2 separate regions of the Ovis aries genome follow, and region 2 is linked to region 1. A link is a contact called in public Hi-C data. All regions are on one chromosome and are shown on one strand. The core of a region is the stretch at or near the end of the contact, and the rest is flanking DNA. Distances in the headings are between cores, read along the strand shown.

Evidence for each region. A called contact is a pair of places that touch in the nucleus more often than the background predicts.
Region 2: a Hi-C map of skin fibroblasts shows a contact between it and region 1, with 3 times the contacts expected there. The contact joins the promoter of LOC121819392 here to the enhancer-like site in region 1. A contact is called at or near these places in 3 of 16 Hi-C or Micro-C datasets (blood, muscle and skin fibroblasts).

What each region holds. Positions count from the first base shown.
Region 1 is chr4:32,204,815-32,209,244 of ARS-UI_Ramb_v3.0, forward strand. LOC105610700 (a long non-coding RNA gene) reads right to left here. Exons shown (of 11, transcript XR_006059608.2): 11 at 672-4,430. Among named protein-coding and RNA genes, the nearest start is that of RAPGEF5, 63 kb to the left of the region's middle. Within about 2 kb of position 2,632, at least 8 of the 54 cell types and tissues checked have an H3K27ac peak or open chromatin away from gene starts, as enhancers often do.
Region 2 is chr4:32,452,450-32,456,864 of ARS-UI_Ramb_v3.0, forward strand. LOC121819392 reads left to right here and starts at 2,076. Exons shown (of 2, transcript XM_060414967.1): 1 at 2,076-2,180; 2 at 3,947-4,415. It overlaps LOC114114654 (small nucleolar RNA SNORD93), which reads left to right and starts at 4,030; the gene lies at 4,030-4,102.

The sequences.
Region 1 (4,430 bases), core at 1,382-3,881:
AAGAGCTACCATATGATCCTGCAACCACACTCCAGGGCATACACTCAAGAGAAAATCATAATTCAAAAAGAAACATACCCCAGTGTTCATTACAGCACTCTTTACAGTAGCCAAACACTGAAGTAACCTAAATGTCCATTGATGGAGGAACAGATAAAGGTGTGGAACATGTGCACCACAGAATGTTACTCAGTTACAAACAAGAAATAATGCCATTCGCAGCAACATCAATAGGCCTAGAGATTATCACACTAAGTGAAGTAAGTCAGACGGGGAAAGGCAAATACCGTATGGCACCACACATGTGGAATCTAATTTTAAAACGATTTAGGACCTCCTGGGTGGTGGAGTGTATAGCAATCTGCCTGTCGATGCAGGGGACATGGGTTTGGTCCCTGGTCTGGGAAGATTCCACATACTGCAGAGCAACTAAGTCCACGCACCACAACTACTGAGCCCACGCACTGCAGCTACTGAGCCCTCACACTCCAGGGCTCGAGAGCCACAGCTTCTGAAGCCCGGGCACCTGGAGCCTGCGGTCCTCAACAAAGAGTAGCCCCCGCTCACTGCTGCCAGAGAAAGCGGGAGCACAGGAACAAAGACCCAGCACAGCCAAAAATAAACAGTAAAATTAATAAATTAAAATAAATAAATAAAAGAACAATGTTTGCTGTGGGTTTGTCATACGTGGCCTTTATTAAAAAATAAAAATGATATAAATGAACTTATTTACACAACAGAAACAGACTCAGAGGTTTTGAAAACAAATGTGTGGTTACCAAAGGAGAAATATGGAGGGGAGGGATAAACTAGCTTAGGATTCACATTAATTAATGGGATTAATACACACATTACTATATATAAGATAATAACCAGCAAGGAACTAGTGTACAGCACAGGAAACTCTACTCGATATCCAGTGATAACCTATACGAGAAAAGCATCTGAAAAATAATGAATGTGTGTATGTATAACTGAATCACTCTGTTGTACACTGAAAGTAATACTGCATTGCAAATCAACTATCTTCAAATACAATTTTTTTTAGAAAAGAGAATCAGGACTTTTGAACTACTTTCTTAAAAAAATATATTTATTTATTTATGGCTGCACGGGGTCTTTGTTGCTGAGTGCAGGCTTCCTCTAGTTGAGGCGAGCAGGGATTACTCTTCATCACAGTGCATGGGGCGCTGGGTCTTTGTTGCTGAGTGCGGGCTTTCTCTAGTTGAGGCGAGCAGGGATTGCATGGGCTTCTCACTGTGGTGGCTTCTCTCATTACAGAGCACAGGTTCTAGGCACGCAGGCTTCAATAGTTGTGGCACACAGGCCTAGTTACCCCACAGCATGTGGAATATTCCTGGATCAGGGAACGAACCTGTGTCCCCTGCACTGGTGGATGGATTCTTAACCACTGGACCACCAGGGAAATCTCTGAACTACTTTCTAAATGTGTTCCTGCCTGAGGGCTTTCTCCATGGCTGTCTAACAGGCTGCCTGGAAGGCTTTCAGACTCTTCCTGATTTTCGCTGCCCAGGACTTTGAGTTGAATGCTGCTGCTAAGTTGCTTCAGTTGTGTCCAACTCTGTGCAACCCCATAGACGGCAGCCTACCAGGCTCTGCTGACCCTGGGATTCTCCAGGCAAGAGTATTGGAGTGGGTTGCCATTTCCTTCTCCAATGCATGAAAGTGAAAAGTGAAAGTGAAGTCGCTCAGTCGTGTCTGACTTCCAGCAACCCCATGGACCACAGCCTACCCAGGCTCCTCCATCCATGGGATTTTCCAGGCAAGAGTACTGGAGTGGGGTGCCATTGCCTTCTCCATTGAGTCAAATCCCTTCACTTTATTCAAAAAGGTATCAGCGTACAAGGTCTCAGAAGTGCCTCTCTTGGTTTCCTGTTTGGGATGACCAAGGTAAAGAGGTTACACCTCATCAGCAAACTCCAGAGAACTGGTATTGGCCTGGATCCACACCCTGAGGCCATCCTGGCTGGAGTGGAAGGAGGGTGGCGATTGATGGCCAGTGTCTACCAGGACAAAGTGTGAAGGAAAATAGCCTGAAGAGAGCAAAAATTCTTCAGATTCTTAGCCTCTGCACAGGAAGTCTCCTTTAAACCTCCAACTTCACCCACACCCTGCGACAACAAACAAAACAGTGGTAACCCGTTACAACACCCTAACTCCCTGCTCTGTGAGGGTTGCTCTCTCAGGTGTTGCTCCCATATCATCTGTGATCAAGGATTTCATCACAGTGTTCCCTTTGGAGGAGACTGCTGAGACCCGAAGAGGGAAAGCAACCCGTCAAAGTAACACACAGCTGTGGCCAGGATCTGAACCCATGCTAGCCTGACTCAACAGTTGTGCTATTTCCCCCCAACCTTAAAACATCCTTTATCTCCAGACCTCTCATTCGTAGGCTATGTCTGGTTTCTTCAATGTAATAAAATAAACATACTGTTAATTCATGAAGAAACGAAGTACATGAGACATGGGAGTCATTCAGCAAAGGAATGTTGAGTGGATGAGTGGACTGAGCTTGTATCAGCTCCCTCTCCGCCCACAGGCTTGCCCGCAAGGGCCTCCATAACCCAGGGGTAGAGCTCATGACCTCAGGGGTGACTCCAGGCTCTGCTCTCCAAACTGCCTGGCCGACTGCCTGAGCTCACAGGACACTGAAGAACTATGGCTTCATTCAGGTGGCTCGTGTCTCCTGCCAGTGTTTCCCCAGAAATCAGACTTTGGTTTCCCTCTGTCTCGAGCCCATGTTGTGATGTAGCCAAACCCAGCTCCTTTGGGATCCAGTCCAAACCAGAGGGTGTGGATGGGATGCCTGAAAGAGGGCTGAAGCCATTTAAAGAATGGACCGGTTTAAAGTCATGAATACTGTGGGAACAGCTCAGGGTTCAAGGGTCTGCAGGTGGCTGGTAAATGCATTTCAAAGGCATAAAAAGGTGAAGATGTTGGTCAGCACAGGAGAACTTTGGTTTTCATTTCACATGTGTTCATTAAGGTCCTATCTATCTATCTATCTACCTACCTATATATTTCCTTATAAAATTAGAAAAATAAAAATAAGACACTCTAGAGGTACAGTATAGCACGACTTAACATTTCAAAACTGATCTTTAGATTCAAGGGCGTGAGGGAAAAGGAAGACCATGATTGTTTTGTTAAACAAATCCCTGCCTGGTTAGAAACCACATGTACACAGCAAATGAAGAAGTGGCTTAATGACTAATTGAAGTTGCTAACATCTTCATTCATGACTGAACTCACGCGGGTCCTTCGAACAGGACCCAGTTATGAAAATTGCTTTAATAGTCTTTGTTTCTCCTTGCGGCAGGAGAAGTAAAGTTGTTTCTCTCCTGTAAAACTGTCTATCTGACTAACTCCTGACTCCTAGACCCTGAGTGAGGTGCAGACTTGACTTTTACTCGAGAAGTCCTGTCCCTCTGGACAAAAAGAAGACCAGACAGGACATGCTCTACTGGCCTCTGGGACCCTGCACTCTCGTTGCCTCCTACCACTTGGCCGTTTCTTCTGTCCACTTGGCTGCCTCTGCCCAACCTCTTAACACTCAGCTCTCGGTCCTCTTCTCCTCTTTATCTCACTCCCCTGGTGATTTCAGCTGTCTTTGGCCTTTCACAGCACTTGTATGCTGAGAGCTCCCTAACTGTCACCCCCAGCTCAGCCCTCTCTTCTGCGCCCCAGCCCACATCCCCGAGAGTTCCAGCTTCGCCTCTCCACTTAATGCCTCACAGCCTCTCCTGAAACAGAATGCCTGGTCTTCTCCCCATGGTTCCACAAAAGGTCTTCCCCTCACTGTGAAGAGCTTCTCCACCCTTCCAGGTGCTCCAGCCAAAGGCCACGGTGCAGTCCTTGATGCCTTTACTTCTCTGATACCCAGATTGCTTATTGTCTACAGAACATCTGCTGACTTCAAACTGTACCCAGAATCAAACTCTTCCTCAGTGCCTCCAATACACTGCCCTCCCTGTTTCATTCAAAGGGAAAGCCAAGGATTTAGAGTGGTCTACAGGGCCCTATCACGCTTTTTCTCTCTGACCCCTCCTCCTGCTTGTCTTCAGCCACACTGGCCTCCTGCCTGCTCTTGAAGCACAAAGGGCACCTCCTACCCTAGAATCCTGGCACTGGCTAGTCCCACCTGCTTTAGGACTTTGCCTGGCTGTCTTACTTAAATTCAAGCTGCAGATCCCTATGCCCACACTCTCAGTTCCCTATTGGCAATGCTTTTTCACAGGTCTTACCTACAACAATGTAACTTCCATGAGAGTAAGAGTATTTTTTCTGTTTTGTTCACTGTGTATTCCAAAGGCCTACAACAGCTTCTGGGTATAGAGTAGATATTTAATAAATATCTCTTGAATGAGTGAATGAACACACACCTTACATTTGAAACTTAATAAGGGAAA
Region 2 (4,415 bases), core at 826-3,325, 250 kb after region 1:
ATGTCTCAACCCTTGTCTAGGGGGAGACATCAGAGAAGATTACAATCTTGAAAACAGGGAACAGGTGAGGATGGATGCCAACAAGCTTACCCCAGTTTGTGTGCTCTCAAAGTTCATGTTAGAACAAGATTTTATTGAAATTCCTTCTTTCCTGGAAGGGAATGAGGAAAGGGTGGACAGAGGCTCAGGGCATTTGCCTGCAGAAGTTCCTTCACAAAGAGACATGGCATGGTGAGTGGGGGTGGGGGTGGGAGGGTTCCTCTCTAGCAGCAGGGCAAATACACACCAAGAAAGGAAATCCAGCAGGTTTTATCAAGCATTCACAGTGCACCAAGCTCTAGGCCATGTCCTGGGAATGCAGGAATAGACTCACACTTATGGAGACCCAAAAAGCTACATTCTGGGATAAGACCCCCACCACGATCATCACTATGAGCCTTGAAGAGTTTCACAGCATAAATACTCAACTACTGTGGGGGTTCAGTGGCGAATCCCTTTCCCTGGAGTCATTTCCCACTTACTCAGATATGTTCCAGGCACTATGGTGAATTCAGAGGATCCAGCAGAGGAGAAGCTGAGTCCCCATTAGGCTTACGTTCCATTGTGGCAACAAGTCTCCTTTTGGGGAACACCCTAATGTGTGCTCTACTCCACCAGAAATTCTGTATGATCTAAAAGTCCCTCTAGTCTATGACTCTTCTTTAACTCTCTTGGTTTCGCCTATATCGTGAAGCAAGCTTCTTGCTAGTCATACTAGATTCAGCCTAGACACCCTCTCCTCCAGAAAGCTTTCCCTGATGTCCTTAGGAGACTGGGCTTGGTGGCTTGATCCTGTGGCACACTGCATTTTATGTTCCTTGAAAGCAGGGGTAGTTTCTCATTCAACACCATTCCCCCTCCTGCCCCCTAACTTGATTGCAAGCTGGAATCAAGATTCCTGGGAGAAATATCAACAACCTCAGATACGCAGATGATACCACTCTAAGAGCAGAAAGCGAAGACGAACTAAAGAGCCTCTTGATGAAGGTGAAAGAGGACAGTGAAAAAGCCGACTTAAAACTCAACACTCAAAACACTAAGATCGTGGCATCTGGTACATCATGGCATGTCGACCTTTGCCAACAAAGGTCCCTATAGTCAAAGCTATGGTTTTTCCATTAGTCATGTATGGATGTGAGTTGGACCACAGAGAAGGCTGAGCATGGAAGAACTGATGGTTTCTAACTGTGGTGCTGGAGAAGACTCTCGGACTGCAAGGAGATCAAACCAGTCAATTCTAAAGGAAATCAATCCTGAATATTCACTGGAAGGACTGATGCGGAAGCTGAAGCTCCAATACTTTGGCCACCTGATGGGAAGAGCCAGCTGACTCACTGGAAAAGACCTTGATACTGGGAAAGATTGAAGGCAGGAGGAGAAGGGGACCACAAAGGATGAGATGGTTGGATGGCATCACCAACTCAATGAACATGGGTTGAGCAAACTCTGGGATATAGTGAAGGACAGGGAAGCTTGCCATGTTGCAGTCCATGGGGTCCAAAAGTGTCCGACTGGACTTAGAGACTGACAACAACAACCCACCCCCCAGCATAGATCAGGGTGCCTACTGCTGAGTGTATACTTGTTGATGTATACTTGTTGCCCTAAACAGTCTCCCCAACCAAAATGATCTAAAGTGCTCCAGTACCTAGGAAGTCTCAATTCTCAAAATTCCAGGGACAGATTAAGGATAGAACCAAGTATAAAAGCAAAGCTGGGGACTTCTGGTGGCTTGCAGACTATCCTGGGGAATAGTCTGGCATGGGATACGTGAGGTGGGGAGAGGGGGGACAGGCAGAAATACCTAACATTATTCGAGTGCCAGAAGCTCCCTTGAATCTGCCTCAAGGTAAATGGACACCACTCTTAGGGAGAGGTTTCGGTGGGTCAGCTTTGAGGCCCTAGCTGCGGGAGGCCGGGGCAGCCGCCCGCTCCGCTCGCCCCAGGCCCCCCGGCAGGAGGCGCGCGAGGGCCTCAGGGTGCCGCTGGCTGGGAGGAGCGGGCGCTGGGCTGGGTCCCGGGCCGGGCGGGGCTCTAGGGCAACTTTTTGGTTGGTTGCCGCGGGTGGCTGATCGCCCAGGCCCCTTTTAAACTGGGTGTCTCCCTGTCTCTCTTCCCTTTCTGCCTCCGCGCGCGACTCGGTAAGTGGCTTTCGACCAGCTCGACGCTGGAGCCCTCCGCGTGGCCCGGGGGTCTCTGCAGAGGCACTTACCAGGGCCGCCCCTGCTCTCCGCGCGTCGCCCCATGTGGGCGCCTAGGGCTAGTCTTCGACCCCAGCTCGGCTCCCCCTCAGAGAGGCCTCCCAGGCCCCAGGGGAGCCGCTGTGAGAGCTCTTCTGCGGCCAGGACATCCTCAGGGTACCGGGGACCCTTCCTCCCCAGAAATAACTCTCTTGGCGCCTAAGGTCCCTCTTTCCCCCAGGGGCCGAGGCGCGCGTCACTTGTGCCTGGGACCCCGATGCTCAAGGGATCCGGGGCACATGGAGCTTCAAGCTCCTTTTGCAATGAAAAGAGAAAAACCAAACAAGTCTCTTGGAGGAACCGACCCGGGACGGAGGCGCAGAGCCCTGGACGGCGTCCGAGTTGGGGCGCACGCGGGGCCCCCGCCTGCCCGGGGACTCTGGGGACTCTGACATGGTCTATTCAGGAAGCGGATGAGATCACGGGCCTGAAACACTTTAGCCTTCAAGGCAGAGCAGTGTTAATTCCGGTGTTAGCAAGAAACGGAGGTAATTTCGCCCACACAGGCACTCCCCCTCCGCAAATGCCTCTCAGTTGCCACTTCGCTCTGTGGTTGCGCTCTTTAAAAGGTCTGCGTGACGCTTGTGGGAGCGGTTAGCTACTGTGAGCCTTGATGAGGGAGCAGTTTTTCTCCCCCACATTCCTTTTTCAGCACTGACAGTAAATTATGCAGCATGGGACCCTCTTTCATGACGTGTGTGGAGTCTCATGAGCCTGAGGCCCGTCATCGTTCTCTGGCCTGAGAAAAAGTCGGAACCTCTGGGGTTCTGACTTGTGTCCGCCAAGATAAACAGGAAAAGTGGCCCTAGAGAAAGTTTGTCTCGAGGAAGCGTTTCTAAGTTTCACTCTGGTCCTCAGCATTAGAGGGCATTTTAAGTGTTTTACCGGGATACATTCCTATCGAAAGCGTTACTCCCCGGATTTAATAAAACTTGTAAAGATCTCAATTTATAGCTGACTGAATGAAGGAATCGTTATCATTGGTGCCGCTTAGTAATCTCTTGAAATGGGAGGCTTGTAGGATGTTTACATGTTTGCCTCAGTGGTGAAAGACCCTTTTACTGATCAGAAAGTATCTGATTTTACTGATGCGAGCTGTGTCCTAGGCACGGCCCCCCCCCCCCTTTTTTTAAACAATTCCCTTTAGGAGAGGGACATGGCTGAGAGCCAGTGTCTATTTAAAGACTGTGGGAACTGAGCAAGTGTTGACAGGACTGTTCTCAATTCGATGGCCTCTGCCTCTGCCTCTCTACACTAGTTTCAGGCTTCCTTTGCTTTCTTTTTTAATGTGAAGAGTTTGTTTCCCTCTTTCATGGGTAAATACTGTTACCAGTAATGTTTATATTTTTTCCCCAAGTTGATATTGTTCCATGCTAGTGTAACAAGGAGATAAAGTTAGATTGTGACGCCCAGGGTGTCTCCTTGCTGGGAATTTCAGGAGATTCCCAGTGTCAGGAAATTGGGAAAATATTGCTGTTTTACAGGAATTCTACCCCAAGTTAGCTCTTTAGTCACCAAAGGTAAATAGCCCAATAAGATACTCTTTACCAAAAGAAAAAAGACACAAAGTGCCCAAAACAATACTGTAAAGTAATTATCCTCCAATTAAAATAATTTTTTAAAAATTAGTGGTATTCTTAACATTGTTTCTCTCTCTTTCCTACCAGGCTGACAAGATGCTGACAAGCTTAAGGTATGGACCAAATGGAGAAAATCTGGCTTGAGTTATTAAATAGTTGGATAGAATTCTTGGCCAAGGATGAGAACCCTAATCTGATTGGATATCCTCTGCTCTGATGGGTTAAAGGATTTACCTGAGGCCAATTTGATGGGCAGGAATTTATTAAGTGCAATCACATCCTCCCCCTTTTAAACATTATATTTTAAATAAAATGGGGGGGGGCTGTAGTAAATAGATAATACTTTATTATGCCAAGAGTAGTATTTTACAAAAGTATTTTTAAGTGATTGGCATCTAACCTTTAAAGCTGTTTATCTTTGGCAATGGTGGCCATTTTGAGTTAATTTTTTTTTTAATGTCAGAATATTGCTATGCCTGATTTGACAATATGTAGTTCATTGGGGAATTCATTTTCCTTACCTGAACTGCTTTTATAAACATGGTTTAGTCACTAT